3 separate regions of the Mus musculus genome follow, and all the other regions are linked to region 3. Evidence: chromatin contacts called from public Hi-C and HiChIP or PLAC-seq data. All regions are on one chromosome and are shown on one strand. Each heading gives the region's core, a stretch centred on a gene start, on an enhancer-like site or on the middle of the called end of the contact. The rest is flanking DNA. Distances are from core to core; before and after follow the strand shown.

Evidence for each region. Hi-C and Micro-C count contacts between places; a contact is called where the count stands out from the background. HiChIP or PLAC-seq counts read pairs in DNA pulled down with a chosen protein or histone mark.
Region 1: a contact with region 3 is called in a Hi-C map of bone marrow-derived macrophages, with 18 read pairs. The contact joins the enhancer-like site here to the promoter of Cnfn in region 3. A contact is called at or near these places in 2 of 39 promoter capture datasets (embryonic stem cells and neural stem cells), 1 of 484 Hi-C or Micro-C datasets (bone marrow-derived macrophages), 2 of 115 datasets of contacts at active chromatin or transcription factors (embryonic stem cells and microglia) and 2 of 9 other capture datasets (embryonic stem cells and liver).
Region 2: a contact with region 3 is called in an H3K4me3 HiChIP or PLAC-seq map of stem cell-derived neural progenitor cells, with 20 read pairs. The contact joins the promoter of Tmem91 here to the promoter of Cnfn in region 3. A contact is called at or near these places in 9 of 39 promoter capture datasets (the C10 cell line, the HPC-7 cell line, cranial neural crest and 6 more), 7 of 115 datasets of contacts at active chromatin or transcription factors (CD8 T cells, bone marrow-derived macrophages, embryonic stem cells and 4 more) and 2 of 9 other capture datasets (adipose tissue and liver).

What each region holds. Positions count from the first base shown.
Region 1 is chr7:25,008,865-25,011,564 of GRCm38.p6, reverse strand. Grik5 (glutamate receptor, ionotropic, kainate 5 (gamma 2)) reads left to right here. Exons shown (of 20, transcript NM_008168.2): 20 at 771-1,716. The coding sequence ends at 1,196. Among named protein-coding and RNA genes, the nearest start is that of Atp1a3, 4.3 kb to the right of the region's middle. Within about 2 kb of position 1,319, at least 35 of the 459 cell types and tissues checked have an H3K27ac peak or open chromatin away from gene starts, as enhancers often do. A contact at or near this core is called in bone marrow-derived macrophages and embryonic stem cells, where this site is marked.
Region 2 is chr7:25,673,859-25,676,558 of GRCm38.p6, reverse strand. It overlaps Tmem91 (transmembrane protein 91), which reads left to right and starts at 1,393. Exons shown (of 4, transcript NM_177102.4): 1 at 1,393-1,523.
Region 3 is chr7:25,368,371-25,371,070 of GRCm38.p6, reverse strand. It overlaps Cnfn (cornifelin), which reads left to right and starts at 1,347. Exons shown (of 4, transcript NM_001081375.1): 1 at 1,347-1,406; 2 at 2,595-2,700. The coding sequence starts at 2,597.

The DNA of each region.
Region 1 (2,700 bases), core at 70-2,569, 360 kb after region 3:
GTGGCCTGACCCAGCTGGTCTCCACCCTCTGGCCTCATCTCCTCCCCTCACTCCTCCCAAGGCAGGCCTCGCCTCACTCAGTACCTTTGCATTGGAGAATGCCCAGGTCCTTTTTCATGGGGCACACCCTTTACATAAAGATCTCACTTAGGGCTTCCTCATCTGCCCTGCCTCAGAGACAGTATCCTGCCCACCCACACTCTACCTGTGTTATTTCTCTCTGAAGCACTTATCTGACAGAGCGTCTATGTTTTTATTTGTTCTTTTCTGTCTATGCATACTTAAGGAGGGCTGGGGGGGGTATTTTTGTTTGTTTGTTTGGTTGGTTGGTTTTGGCTTTTGTTTTTCCCAGATTCCTGGGTTTGGAACCCAGAACCTTAGACGTTTTGGGCAAGCCCTCTACCGCTGACCGATATCCCAAGTCCTAAGAGTTCTGTTTTATTCTTTCCTATAACACGGGTGCCTGGCACTCAATAAATATGCCTGTAGTAGTGTGGGGCAGAAATGGTGTGTGGCGTGGTCATGGCAGTCAGAGCATCTTGTTTGGAAAGACAAGAGTCAGAAAGTAAAAGGCAGAGTCAGGGACAAACCCAAGGAAAGATGGGGCAGAGAGAGGGATACAGGGGATGGTGGGGGTGCGGTACAGGAAGCGAAAGCCTTGGCGGAAGGAACAGAATTGGGAGGGGAGAGGTGCAGAAGGTGCAGAAAAGAGGTGGGGGCGGAAAGGGAGGACGCGGCGGGCCTCGAAGTGACTGTCCCGCCGCCCCCAGGTGTCGGTGTGCCAGGAGATGCTGCAGGAGCTACGCCACGCCGTGTCTTGCCGAAAGACCTCGCGTTCCCGCCGGCGCCGGCGCCCTGGTGGCCCGAGCCGGGCCCTGCTGTCGCTGCGCGCAGTCCGCGAGATGCGACTCAGCAACGGCAAGCTCTACTCGGCCGGCGCGGGCGGGGACGCGGGCGCGCACGGGGGTCCGCAGCGCCTCCTGGACGACCCCGGACCTCCTGGGGGACCCCGGCCCCAGGCTCCCACGCCCTGCACGCACGTGCGCGTCTGCCAGGAGTGCAGGCGCATCCAGGCGCTGCGAGCTTCGGGGGCCGGGGCGCCCCCACGTGGCCTGGGCACCCCAGCCGAAGCCACCAGCCCGCCTCGGCCGCGGCCAGGCCCCACCGGACCCCGCGAGCTGACCGAGCACGAATGACCGTGGACGGGGCCGGGCGTGCGCCCCGACTGACTGCAGGGACGCGATGCGCCCCAGACGGACAGGACGCCGCGATTTTGCCTTCAATTCCTGGTGAAGTCCGAGCCCGGCTCCGGAGCAGGCCTGCGCCTCCTAGTGGACTTGAGCAAGGGTGTCGCGGACGCCCGCATTCTATCCCGCACCGTGGACGGGAGGAGCGCAGAGACCGAGGACTCTAAGGGCCACGGACTGTGGGGGCTGCTCCCGGAGTTGGAAAGCGGTCCGCGGGGAGGACCCCAACCTGGGACTGCCCAGATGCCCCAAGACTTGACACGGCTCTCCACACTTCTGGAGGTGGGGAGGGCCTCTGGACATGTGGGTGTCCCCTGGTGCCCCTCTCTTCTCTTTCTCTCTTTTTTGGGGGGAGAAACCTCAGAAATTTCTATGAGACGCCCCCAGGGAGAGGGTCTCTTGGGCCCCTATACCTCCCCCTGCCACATCCCAGTCCTGTTGGAATAAAAAAAAGAACAAAACCCCAAAACTGGGAATACCTGGGTTTTATTTTCTGGGGGAGGGAGGTCAATGGACGTTTTTAGACCCTGGGAGTTTACCGAAAACAGCAAGAGATTTGCACACTCGCCACCTTGCACAATGCCCGCTGCATGCAGGTCAGCTCAGGTCCCAGCAGCCGCCCCCTCTCCATTGACCTTCTCAGGACAGAAGGAGGCTGCGACAGAGACCCTGAGACAGATGGAGAGATGCAGGATCTGAGAAGGCGGAGTAATTGGGAGGGAAGACTCGAAAGAACGAAACCAGATGGGGCTGGGGGGATGGGAGAGCCTGGAAATTGTTCCTGTTAAAGCCGGAGGTGGCCCCTATAGTGGGAATGTGGGACTGGGCTATAGTGAATTGAGAGCTTGGGAGTCGCGTGTGTGACCCCTGTGAAGCCACCTTCAAGAATGACTAGCCCTTGAAGTCATATCTCTCTCCAGCCCTCAAGAGAGGACGTGAGGAAGGGGGAGAGGGGGAAGGGGACTGAGGGATGGTTGAGCAGAGAGAAGGGTGGGTCTGCCTTCTGTCCCCGCCTTCCTCACCACTCTGGAGGTTTCTCTGGAGAAAGGACGACTGAAGGTCACACAGCGGGAACCAGAACGAGGCCGAGCAGAAACGGGAGAGAGATGCAGCGGGGGCGGGGAAGAAGCAGACGGGTAGAGAAGAGGGAAAAGATCTTGATGCGGGCAAAATAGGTGAGGGCTGGAAAGAGAGGCGAGAAGAGGGTGGGCAGAGAGAGAGAGAGACTCTGAGAGGCGAAGAGATTGCAGAAGGGGACACATTCCTGGGAGCGCGACTCAAATGAAACAGGGAAGGGAAAGGGCACAGGGGGTTAAGGTGACAGACAGAAAGACATAGAAAGCTAAAGGAAGACCCGAGGGGACCCGAAGGATGAAGAAGACCAGATTAAGAACCGGCAGCTGGCGGAGCCCGCCCTTCAACCTTTACAAGGACTCGGGAGCTGTCCGTTCAG
Region 2 (2,700 bases), core at 144-2,643, 310 kb before region 3:
TCCCTGGCACCCTAGAGCTAGGGAACTCCACGGCCTCACATCGGGAATCCTCCTGTCTAGCCAGATGGAGGGCGGCAGGAAAGGGAGGCAGTGCAAACTGGGTGGGCTTCCTGAAGGAGGGGATGTCTTGGAGGGCCAGGAGCGTTCTTCAGTTGAACGGACACGTATTATAAATCATAAAATTGATAAACACATTACATGTGTTCACTGCGCTTACTTTGCCAGACTTTGGGTAAATGTGTGGGCATTTGTTGTCACATCTAAGTTAAAATCCATATGTCGGGCTGTGGAAATGACTCAGAGGAAAGGGGGGCTTGCTGCTAATCCTGATAATCTATGTTGGATCCCAGGAACATATCTGGTGGAAGAAAAGAACCAACTCCTACAATTCATCCACTGACTTCTACACATGCTTGCTCTACATAGCATGTGTGCACCACACAAAAGAAATAAATGTAATATAAAAATTTTTTTGTTTTTGTTTTTGGAGACAGGGTTTCTCTGTGTAGCCCTGGCTGTCCTGGAACTCACTTTGTAGACCAGGCTGGCCTCAAACTCAGAAATCCGCCTGCCTCTGCCTCCCGAGTGCTGGGATTAAAGGCGTGTGCCACCACACTCGGCATAAAAAAATGTTTAATTGTTATCACATCTAGGAGGATGGGCATATGTCCCGAGTTTCCAGATGAAGGAATTCGGTTTAGAGAGAGATGACACTATCTATGGTCCAAAGTTCACACATCGAGTGCCTTGGAATGCCTGCAAAGGAGCTGTATGCAGAGAGCCCAACCCTGGACACCACCAACCACCAACGTCACTGAAGGATGCTTATAGCATCCCATCCTAGACCATTCCTCGGCCTCTGTCCTTGGAAGCTTCGCTCAACCTTCCTACCTCAGCTTCTTCCCTCCCCCTGGGGATTCTGCTGTGGGTTACAGTCTGTTGGCACTGGTCCCATTTGTTTATGTCAACACAGGAGCCAGTGTCCTGGCCTCAGTTTCCTCATCTGCAAATTAAAGGGAATGCAACCAGGACCCGGCAAGGGGTAGCATCCGCACTCATTGAACAAGCTGTGTTCTCAGACCAGTTACTTCACCTCTCTGTGCCTCTTTGCTGCCGGGTAAAAAAAGACCATATACCATGCTACTTAGAATTGTTCTGTGGCTGTGTATATTTAAAGCACCTCTTAGAATAAGGCACAAAGCTGTAGTCGATGTTATTATTATTGTTGAGCCATCATTTTGGGTGAGTAATGTGGGGTCCAGCCATGTTCCAACCATCAGGTTTCAGCCTCTTTAAGGGAGAAGCTGCTGGCTCTGGGACCCCCAGAATCGGAGGCCCCCTCCCGGGTCGCTGCGGAGGGGCGGAGTCTGGAGCTATTGCCCCGCCTCTCTCCTCCCCAGCTCGCTGCGGGGCTGGGGCGCAGAGACCCAAGCGCAGCTCAGCAGCATTCAGACCCTGTACGGGGTAGCCCGGACGCCCGATCTCTGGGTTCAGGTTTGCCCATCTCTGGGCGGCAGGGCAAGGTGGGTGCCCTGCAAGACCCAACCATGTCCGGCGCTTGACCGTGGGCGGTGAGAATAGATGGGGACATTGCTCCTCCCCCAGGGTCCTGGTGTTGCGGGGGCGAGAAAAGGATGGAGGCGAACCTTTGGCGGGGGACCTGCGCTAGATTTGGAATGACCTGGGGCGGGGGAATCATAGAATGAGAAGGATCTTTCTGGCTGAGTGTGAACAGTACATATGCTGAAGAGCTAAGGCGACAGGCCGGCCAGTGGGGAGATGTGTGGGGCAAGGTGCGACACCGGTTGAGCTGGACAGGTGTGCAATGGAAGGGATGAGACCTGAGAAACGTAGCAGTGGCGATTTCTGCATGGTGAGGGTGTTTGCGGTTTCAGATGCAACAACGGTGAGGACTGCAAGGTGGCTCAGGGATACACAGGATACGTAAGAACGCTGCCGGCCTCAGACATGTTTTTGAGGGGAGTCGCTGTAATTTTGCAGCATGTGCTTAAGGAGACCTTTGGCAGAGCCAGGGTGTGGGTGGGTTTACCTTCAAAAGGGATGGGTGACAGTGGCCCTGGGAACTGAGTGTGAGTGAGGGCTAGGGGTGTGTGAACTAGGGTGGAGCTCATATGTGACTGGGGATGAGGGATGGATGTGTGCATTATAGGGGGAAGGCTGCGGACCTGTGAACCTGGAGATGGAAGTGTGTGTGTGTGTGTGTGTGTAGAGGACTCATGGGACAAACGTGTGTAAGACGTGGTTTACAATGATTGTGCAACAGGTATTTTTACTACATATTTTTTGGTTTCTCGAGACAGGATTTCTCTGTATGTCCTTGGCTGTCCTAGAACTTGCCTTGTAGACCAGGCTGTTCTGAGCTTACAGAGACTCGCGTTCCTCTGCCTCCTAAGTGCTAGGATTAAAGGTGCATGCCACAACTGCCCAGTGGTACATACTTTTTAAAAATGATTTATTTTTATTTTATGTGCATTGGTGTTTTGCCTGCATGTATGTCTGTGTGAGGGTGTTGGATCCCTGGAACTGGACAGTTGTGAGCTACCATGTGGGTGTTAGGAATTGAACCTGAGCCCTCTGGAAGAGTAGCCAGTGCTCTTAAATGACATTTCTCCAGCCCTAAATACCTTTATGTGTGTATATGTATATACACACACACACACATCTCTATCTATCTATCTA
Region 3 (2,700 bases), core at 98-2,597:
CCCAAAAGACAGACACGCGCAAGCAAAATGATGCTCACTACCATAAGTCTGGGGCCACAGCCAGTCAGCCATTTGGGTGGTGCCAGGAGACAGAGTGTTGGATATGTGGAGAAAGCTGTGGTCATAGGCCGTCCAGATCACAGGCTGGCAGGTGATCCATTTGTTGTCCCCTCATACCCACACACTGTGGCATGGTGACACAACCTCTTCTAGAGTTGACACCCCGATTTTCTGGTGCCTCCTATATTTTGGGGGTGACACCCATGGTAGGAACCCCACCCAACTCTAATGCCGCTTCCTTACTGAGTCACCTACAACCCTGTCAGGCCTGTTGAGGGGAAACTTTGGTGAATCAAGTACCCAAGACCCAGTCCCTTAATCCCTGAGGAATTCATTGGGAATTTGGATCTAGCTCTCGAGGAACACACAGCCTAGACTAGGGTCGCCAGAGTCTAGACCCTCTTTTAGATTAAGAGGCCCAGGCTCAGCCCTTCTCCCTCAGACTCATAGGTCTCAACCCCAGCCCTCCTCCCTCAGTTCATGGATCCAGACTCTTCCCTCAGACCCAGGTTCCAGATCCCAGCCTCCTCTCTCAGACTCCAGTATCAGCTTTCCCCCTTCAGACCCAGGAGTCTAGGTCCCATACCTCCTCCCTCAGATTCACATTCCAGACCTCCCCATCTCTGCTCCCATCGCACTCAGGTGTTAACTGGGGCCAGACACAACCCCCAGGTTTCTTGTCAGTCCCCAGCCCCCTCCCTTCCCATTTGAAGCAGAGATGAGGTGCAATATTTACTTTGGTCCTCACATGAATCGCCCCCTAAAACACGTGACTGTCCCCCACTGACCCCATGCCTCCGGGCCTTGAACCGAACACTGGGGAGGAACCCGCTCCCACTCTGTATAACACACCAGGCATCCCTCCCTAACCCCTCACTCTCTCCCTGCCTCTCCAGATCTTGCAGTTTTCTGTCTCTCAACATCTGTGTCTACCTGTCTCCATCCTCTCAATTCCCATCTCCAGTCACTCATCTTCCCTATCTCCCCTGCCCTGGGTCCCTGCTCCCTCTTCCCCAGTCTCCTTCTTCCTGTACATTCTCCATCTCTGACTCTGTTTCTATCTCTTCCCACTCTTGTTTCTACCTCTGCCGCAGGTCTTCAGTCCTGAGAGATGAGACAAGAGGGGAAGTGGGGTGTGGGGAACAGAGAGGAGAGGGAGGATGGAAAATCCAGGGGGAAGGGAAGAGGGTCAGGCAGACCGGCTAGTCTCCCTTGGCATCTCTGTCAGAGCCCCGCCCAGGGCTGTGTGGCCTGGCCCATATAAGCAGCTCCTGGCCTCACACTGAGAACTTAGTGTCTGCTGTCACCAAGAACCTCTATCTCCATCCCCTCACGTGGATCTGCAGGTAGGACCATCTCCTCCCTAAGTCCCTGCTCTCTGGCAGGCACCTCCGCTCGGTTCTCTGCCTATCTGGCTCACAGCTCTGTCTCCCTGACTGCCTCTGACTGACTGCCGCTGACTGGGATCATCTTACTCTTTCTCAACGCTTCACTTCCCCAGTCTCACCTTTCCAACCTGACTGGTACAGAGTTGGATTTAGAAATTCTGGGGCCCAGCACCCAGTCTCAGAGCCTGTTTGGATGGGTCCATCATCAGGCATTTCTCTTCTGTCTCTGAGCCTATAGCCCTCTGTAAAATCAGCTTGTAGAGGTACCATGTTCCACGCTTGTGGCTGTCTCACAGTGTCTCTGCGAGCACCTGGCTCAGAGTTCTTTCCCATCTGTCTCTGCCATTCCTGGCTGCCTTTGCTCTCCCTAGACAAGGATTTGTCTCTCTCCAACTCTGCCTCTGCTCCAAGAAGGGTCCTCTGGGGTCTGTCGGGCAGCTGTTAAAACGATGGGCGAGTAGTTCGCCCACCTAGCCATCCCAGCCAACAGGTTAACTTGGCCTCTTTCTCTTCAGCTCCCTTCCCCCCCTGAGAGTTCGTCTCCCCCAGTGCCCTAGTCCCTTGCCCTCCCCTGCCTAGTATCCAGCATCCCTTGGACAGACTACATTGCTGTTGCCGTAGCCGTCCCCTGCAGCCGTTCACACAGCAGCCACCTCCTCAGGGCCAGCAAGATGCAGTTTGAGATGCACGACCACGTGAAAGGCAAAGGTGGGGTCACTGAATGCACCAGCAACCCTCTAGGTGCCAGGAACCTGGCTGCCTCCCTACCCTGGGCACCCTGGCTTCGAAAACAAATGGCACTTGCTTCTACCCCAGAGGCCCCAGGAAATGTTGGAGCCCAGTCATGGAGGAGGAGGTGGTGGTATGTGTAGCCAAGTCGAGGCTCTGCCCAGCTGTGGTGCCCACTTTCCCTCCTGACTTTGGCTCAACCAGATGTGTAGTTGGCAACAGCAGCAGAGACAGACTAGGGGTGTTGATGACCAAATGTGACAGATAGGAATGGGGAGGAGGTACAGTGATGTTTCCTCTAGTGGGCGGCCAGGTGGCCTGCCCAGACTGCCCGGCAGAAGGAAGGGCGGCAGGGGTGGCGCGGCTCAGAAGGTCCTGCCAGGATGCCTGTTGATCCCCCTTCTCTTACCTCCACAGCCATGTCATATCCAGTGACTAGTCAGCCTCAGTGCGCCAACACCTGCTACCAGACACAGCTCAGCGATTGGCACACGGGCCTCACCGACTGTTGCAACGACATGCC